Regions from separate parts of the Arabidopsis thaliana genome. Here region 1 is linked to region 2. A link is a contact called in public capture Hi-C data. All regions are on one chromosome and are shown on one strand. The core of a region is the stretch at or near the end of the contact, and the rest is flanking DNA. Distances in the headings are between cores, read along the strand shown.

What was found. Capture Hi-C pulls out chosen DNA fragments and counts their contacts.
Region 1: a capture Hi-C map of root shows a contact between it and region 2, with 8 times the contacts expected there. The contact joins the promoter of RK3 here to the promoter of AT4G20210 in region 2. A contact is called at or near these places in 3 of 26 Hi-C or Micro-C datasets (root, seed embryo and seedling) and 3 of 3 other capture datasets (root, seedling and shoot).

What each region holds. Positions count from the first base shown.
Region 1 is chr4:11,391,920-11,395,025 of TAIR10.1, forward strand. It overlaps RK3 (receptor kinase 3), which reads right to left and starts at 1,307. Exons shown (of 7, transcript NM_118258.3): 1 at 1-1,307. The coding sequence starts at 1,171. B120 (S-locus lectin protein kinase family protein) reads right to left here. Exons shown (of 6, transcript NM_118259.4): 5 at 2,975-3,106; 6 at 2,376-2,856. The coding sequence ends at 2,539.
Region 2 is chr4:10,916,552-10,919,763 of TAIR10.1, forward strand. AT4G20210 (Terpenoid cyclases/Protein prenyltransferases superfamily protein) reads right to left here and starts at 1,820. Exons shown (of 7, transcript NM_118140.3): 1 at 1,492-1,820; 2 at 1,099-1,375; 3 at 621-999; 4 at 296-517; 5 at 32-173. The coding sequence starts at 1,731. AT4G20220 (Reverse transcriptase (RNA-dependent DNA polymerase)) reads left to right here and starts at 2,125. Exons shown (of 4, transcript NM_118141.1): 1 at 2,125-2,392. The coding sequence starts at 2,125.

The sequences.
Region 1 (3,106 bases), core at 57-2,556, 470 kb after region 2:
ACGCCGTGCAATTACAATCTCTTAAACACTTCTGTTCACATTCTTTCACACCAATTCCTCTGTCCACACTAGCCGTGGTAGTATCCGGCAATTTCATTTTCTTCAACCGCACAAACCCATCTCCGCCACCACAGCTCAGTAGCGTCTTCCTCACGCAACCATCCGACCCGTCTCTCAATCCCCACACTTGAGGATTCCTCGGCTTAAACCCTTTAATACAATTACAAACAGGTGAAGTGTTCGAGTCGCAATAACCGTAAACACCACACTCTTTGTACTCATCACATTGGTCTTTTGGTGCGTACCAGAATTGGTTCCAATTCTGTGCTGTCTCAATCCAAGTGAATCTTTGTAACAATCCTGAGGAGCTTATGCTTAATCTCGAGTAAACGTCGCTTTTAGTGATTCTAAATGAGTAAGTCACTTCTTCTTTACTCGTAGTGAAATTGAAAACCATGTATTCAAATGGTTGCATCTCCGGTACACCACTAAACCGGATTCCATTCCATGGACCACTCCGGTACATTCGTGATTCTCTGTTCCATAGAAAAATCTCAGGGAAGCCTTCGGTTTCGAGTTTGAACGAGAAATCTCCACTTGATGGATCATCTGGAGATTTCCATGATCTAATGAATCTGTTGAACCCGGTTTTGGCATCCCAGCCAAGTTTCATCTCCGGAAGTAAAGTATCTGTCGGAAAATCAAAACTCTGCCACAAAACTCCATCTGGAGCGCTGTTCTTGGAGTCTCTGAGCACAAAATTACCATTATCAAGAAGCTCTGCCACCAATGGAGATCTCACATCTCCTCCGGTCAGATTCGTCGACCAAACCGGTGTATCGGACTGATCCAAAACGACAAGATTACTGTCGGAGATTTTGAGAGTTCCGATGGAACTAGAGAGAGGAGTGTCTCTGTTTGCAACCCATACGTAGGTTCTCTTAGAGATTGCCTTGTACCAAATTCCAAGATACCAACGAGAATCTAAACCGGGTTTGAAGAAACCAAGCTCGAAGACATTACCAGGAGACACAATGGTGTTATTGCTTGAGATAGTTAGAGATTCTGAAGCCGACAAAGTGTTGGCAGAGATAGAGTAAGCAGGGAACAGAATTAAGAGGAAGAAGAAGAAGAAGGTGTAAGAATGGTAGAAATTTGGTAAACCTCTCATTTCTCTAAACCAAGTTTTTTGTTTTTCACTCTTTCTTGAGAAAAGTATGAGAGTTTATTTCCATTGGAGATATCGGACATGTTTTGTGTAATGTGTGAACCTTACGTAACCGATTTTATTTCTGTCAATAATATATTACCTTGCTTTTTTTCTTTTCTTGGTCTTCTTGTTCGCATTTGGAAAAAATATCTAGTTATGTACTATGTGTACAGTCCAATTCATAGTTGACCTAGCAAATAAAAAGTCTTCTTCTTCTTTTTTTTTGTCAGGCTTTCTTTCCTTTTCCAATAGTCATTTTTACTTCATAAATTCAGAATTTTTCTTCAAAATATGATATTATTGATGACCATTTTTTTTAATAAATTACTTAATATATTGCTTTTTCGTATTTTATTATCAGTCAACCTTTTGTATGCATGCTTCGAGAGTTATATAAATTTCAGTGTTCTTTTTCGTAATAAATAACTCAATTTTTTTTTTATCCTTCCCAATAAGAACTTCAATGTTAGTATTCATCAAACAAACCCTACTTTAATTTATTTCCGCATTCTCCGAAGACAAAAAAGAAAGGGGTCGTTTCACGTTTTCCTGACTTTTTCTTTTTTTCTCTAACTCTAAATAATTCATCATTCCATTCAATTTAATAATGAGTCTACATTTGAATTATTCATCACCAAATATAATGTTGTCCTATGCATTTTGTTTGACGATTTTTGGCTTTGGAGCTTGGAGGAGAGGAAAATTTATGTTAACACGGTTTTAGGTATATTATATAAGTATGAAATACGAAGACCGAATACTCTTTTCACCATCAAAACAGTACTAATTACCATAGTCAACGCTCCAAAAGTCTTATTTTTGAACATCCTCATAATTCTTCGTTCCTCGTTTGATTTATATATAATAACTCTATACATAAAAATCAATCACATTTTAATTAAATTAAACACAATAATCCTACAATATTTGAAACAACTCACCTATATTTAATAGAATGAAAAACAATTATTATGATCCTCATTTCAAAACTAACCTAAATATTTTAAGACTACCACCTTTGTTATAGTATAAACGATTTATTTGAAGATTTATTTCAGATAAATGCTTTTTGATATTTTATCTGTTTTCATTTGTTTATACTTGTAAATTGATCCATTGTGATATTTTTGAAAAAGAATAGTGTGGTGATTTTTTCAAAATATCAACATCATACTGTAATAAAACCCCATTTGTAATGTTTCACTTTATGAACAAAATTTCAAGTTTCAACAACCATTACTCCATTATCCTAATTAACCAAAAAATATTATACGTTTTCACAACAATTATATAAAAAAAAACTTTACAAAAGAACAAACAAAAGAATCTTATCGTCCAAGAACAACCGTTGAAGTGATCTCATTAGAAGAAACGATGTATTGTTGGCTCGAATCAAGAGCAAAGTTGACATCAATGGAGTTTCTTCTGGTGGAAGTAAACGTTGGTTGTCTAGGCGCAGCGAGCGTCGCTGTGTCACTCTCTAACATAAGCAAAACTGAAGCCATGTTGGGTCTCTCCGCAGCCGAATCTTGAACACATAGCATCGCTACGTGTATGCATCTCAAGGCCTCTCGCTTACTGCATGTGACCCTGATCTTAGGATCCACAAGCTCCTCTGATCTCCCATGAGTATACAAATACCAAGCCTGCAAGCATTCAGTTTCCACCACTAATTAGACCATTTATAAACCAAACCAAACCAAAATTTCAAATGCTCATTAAGAGAGAACAACAGTTTTTACTCTTAGTTTTTGGGAAACTTACATAACCAATGAGACTTCCATGTTCAGAAGATCGAAGACTTGTGTTCCTCTTCCCACTTACAATCTCTAGCAACAAGACACCGAAGCTGTAAACATCGGATTTCACCGAGAAAAGTCCTTCCATCGCGTATTC
Region 2 (3,212 bases), core at 570-3,069:
AGTTTAGTCAAACGAGAGTTTGACGAGTTACCTCTTCTAGTGTGGCTTTCACAGAGTAAGATCTTCCTTCTGACGCCAATTCTCTTTCAAACTCTTCGAAGCAACCCATTATAAACTTAAACACGAATTTCAAATAATGTGGCTGTTTATCCATAGCATCATCAGGAGCCCACCTGAGCATCATACTTATCATTAGTAATATTATCATCACATATTATCTTTTTTTACAGGATGAAAGTTGAAATGCGTATTCATTCAAAAAAAAAAAAAAAAAAAAAATGAATGCGTGATATACCTCTCCAGACTATTGGTGAGGCTTTCGGCCTCAGAAAGAGATGCGTATCTATCACAAGTGTCATCTAGAAGTACTAAAACCGTAAAGTACTTAGCCAGCATAATCCGCTTTTGTGAGAATTTTGGCTCGAAGTACATCGTTATTGCAAAGAAATGATTCTCCACGATTACGTATTTGAAGTAAGGTGGCAAGTTAGATGCAAAATCGTGTTCCTTGTACCATCTTGCAATAATAATAAAAAAAAATATTTTGATCAGAATAAATTAATTAACGGACTGTATGTGAAGCCATTGCAGCACTAGTAATTAAGGAAATCATAACATACTTTGTAACGACCTTGAGCTCTTCAAGGTAATGGAGCTGCATTAACTTGAAATTGAGCTTCGCAAATTTTAGCAGTATTTTGTCGTGATCTTTTTCTTGTTCATAGAATGAGATATATTCCACAGCTACTAACACCTCCATCTGTTTATGCTGAGATAGTCCTAGAGCATTTCGTATATGTTTTGAGAGATGAGGTGGGCACCTCCCATCTGCAGCTAACAACTCCAAATTGCTCGATGTGAAGCTCAGTGCTTCTTCCATTATATACTCTGTAGTCGTTCTCAATTGCGCGGCTTCATACAAGGCCAACAAACCCTTAGCGTCCCCACTAATGCATCCTTTAAAATTTCCATCGTTTCCTTTGAATTTCTGAAATATGTCTGTTAGAAAGAAAAAAAGAAGGATCTTGTTATATACATATATCAAAACTTGTACCAATCCATCATCATGACTAGTCTAGCTAAAATGTCTTTAATTACCGGATGACATATGGTGACCGTATGTCCTTAAAACCAAAAAGATGATTGAAATAGTATACAAATTATCTTCACCAGCCATCATCTCTTCTATTGTTTCGAAACCCTCTTTCAGACACTCTTCAATCTCATCTTCGAAGTGATAAGCAAGACCAAGGCTAACCAGCAAATATACCATAAGGATTTTTTTCTTCGTCGATTCAATGCCTTGGGAAGACATGAGTTCCTTCTTCACGTTCGGTATAATCTTATCGATCTCTTTCCTAAGCGCATCCATTTCCTATAAATAAAAATGTACAGATATGTATTGACCTCTTACTTATATATACTGGAAGGTTTTATATGTAAAATATGTTAAAATACTTTTAACAATAAAAACATAGCTAAAAGACTCACCGATGCATCTACCGAGACAGAGTCGAAGCGATTAGTCCATTCAGAAGGTGGGAACTTTTGGAACTTACGGTTACTTTCTTGAGGATCACGAATCAGAGCTCTAGTTGCCTTCAAACGGACAAGATTAGCAGGCTTAACTGGACATGCTGTCGGTGGAAATCTGACTGGAGTTAAATGGGTACGAGGAGAAAGAGAGATTTGGAATCCAAATTTTGGTGAAAAAGTTTTTATGGCTTCCATTTTTTCTGTCAATGGTTTGGATACATTTCACCCCAAATTTATAGGCACATCGTAGTTGCTTACCCGACAACAGCGTCGTGGTCACAAACTCAACAGGGGGGAAGAACAATTTTCATTTCCTTAACATTTAATTATTTTTGTTAATTTAAAAAATGCTTTTAATACATGTGCCATATATAATATTTTTATGACCAAGTAAAGATTTAGAAATATCGCAATTTAATTGTTGTCATGAAGCTTATTGCTAACGTCAGGTAGTTCATGTAGGTTAATTTTGATATTTTATCGTTCAGATTAAATTTGGCATGGTATTAAAGACCGCTTAGAGGGAGCAAATTAATTAATTTGCATAAAACTAAAAAGTTGAAAATGAAACTCCCAGAAGCGTTTGCCATGGAAAATGTGAGCGAAGCAAAGCTGGTTGTTGGCATGACAATTAGAAGAAGCAAAAAGGGTCTCATGCTGTCACAAGAGAAATATTTGAAGAATGTTCTTACAAGGTTAAACATGGATAACGCGAAACGCTTTAGTAGTGATACTCCATTTGCTGGTCAGTTTAACTATCCAAAGATCAATCATTATCGACAACGAGATGTTAAATATGTAACATTAGATATTATACATGCAATGGAAGTTACTAGCATATTTCTGAGTAAATTGGGTAAGGAACTTTTGGAGACGGTTTTAAAACGGCACTTGAAGTTCAAAATTATATATATCAAAAATTCTCACACAAGGTAACAAAATTATGTCAATGCCAACAATGGAGGTGATGCTGAGAGCACATCGAGCGAGTAAACCAGTAAAGTTATGTATACAATAAAATTTAGAAAATAAAAATATATAAATTCTCAAAAGAGATCTGCAGATTAAACGTGTCTAGAAAACAACTTTGGCACCAAACAAAGCTATCATATGTAAATAGATATGAGATATCAAATACACATATACACACACTGTCCAAATCCATCATGTGAAACAATTATTGCAAAAGAGGAAGAAGACAGAAATCTGGGATTCGCTTATGGCTTGGACTAGAGTCAGAAATCTTTCTTCCCCGCGAACTCTTAGACTTTTGCTTGCCCAAGCTTTAGTGTATACTGTTTGGAGGCAGAGGAACAACTTGATGCACAATCAGATCAGGATTCCGCCTCAAGCCATCTTTAAGGATATAGACCGTCAAATCATTAACTCGATAACGGCAAGAAGACACCTAAAGAATTTTAGAAGTCTTATGCAGCACTGGCTCTATTAACGGATTTGCAATCCTACAGTTTCTGTTTATTGTCGCCTTGGTTTTTTCTTTTTTTTGACAAGGCGCTTTCTCTTAGGTCTTCATCTTTGTAACACCTAATTTTCATCTAATGATATTTACTCTCTTAGCAAAAAAAAAACAATTATTGAAAAATATCAAATGCCTGCCATGTGAGTCGAAAAGGCTAGGAAAAACTATTACTGATCAAGAAATCAATAGAAAAAGA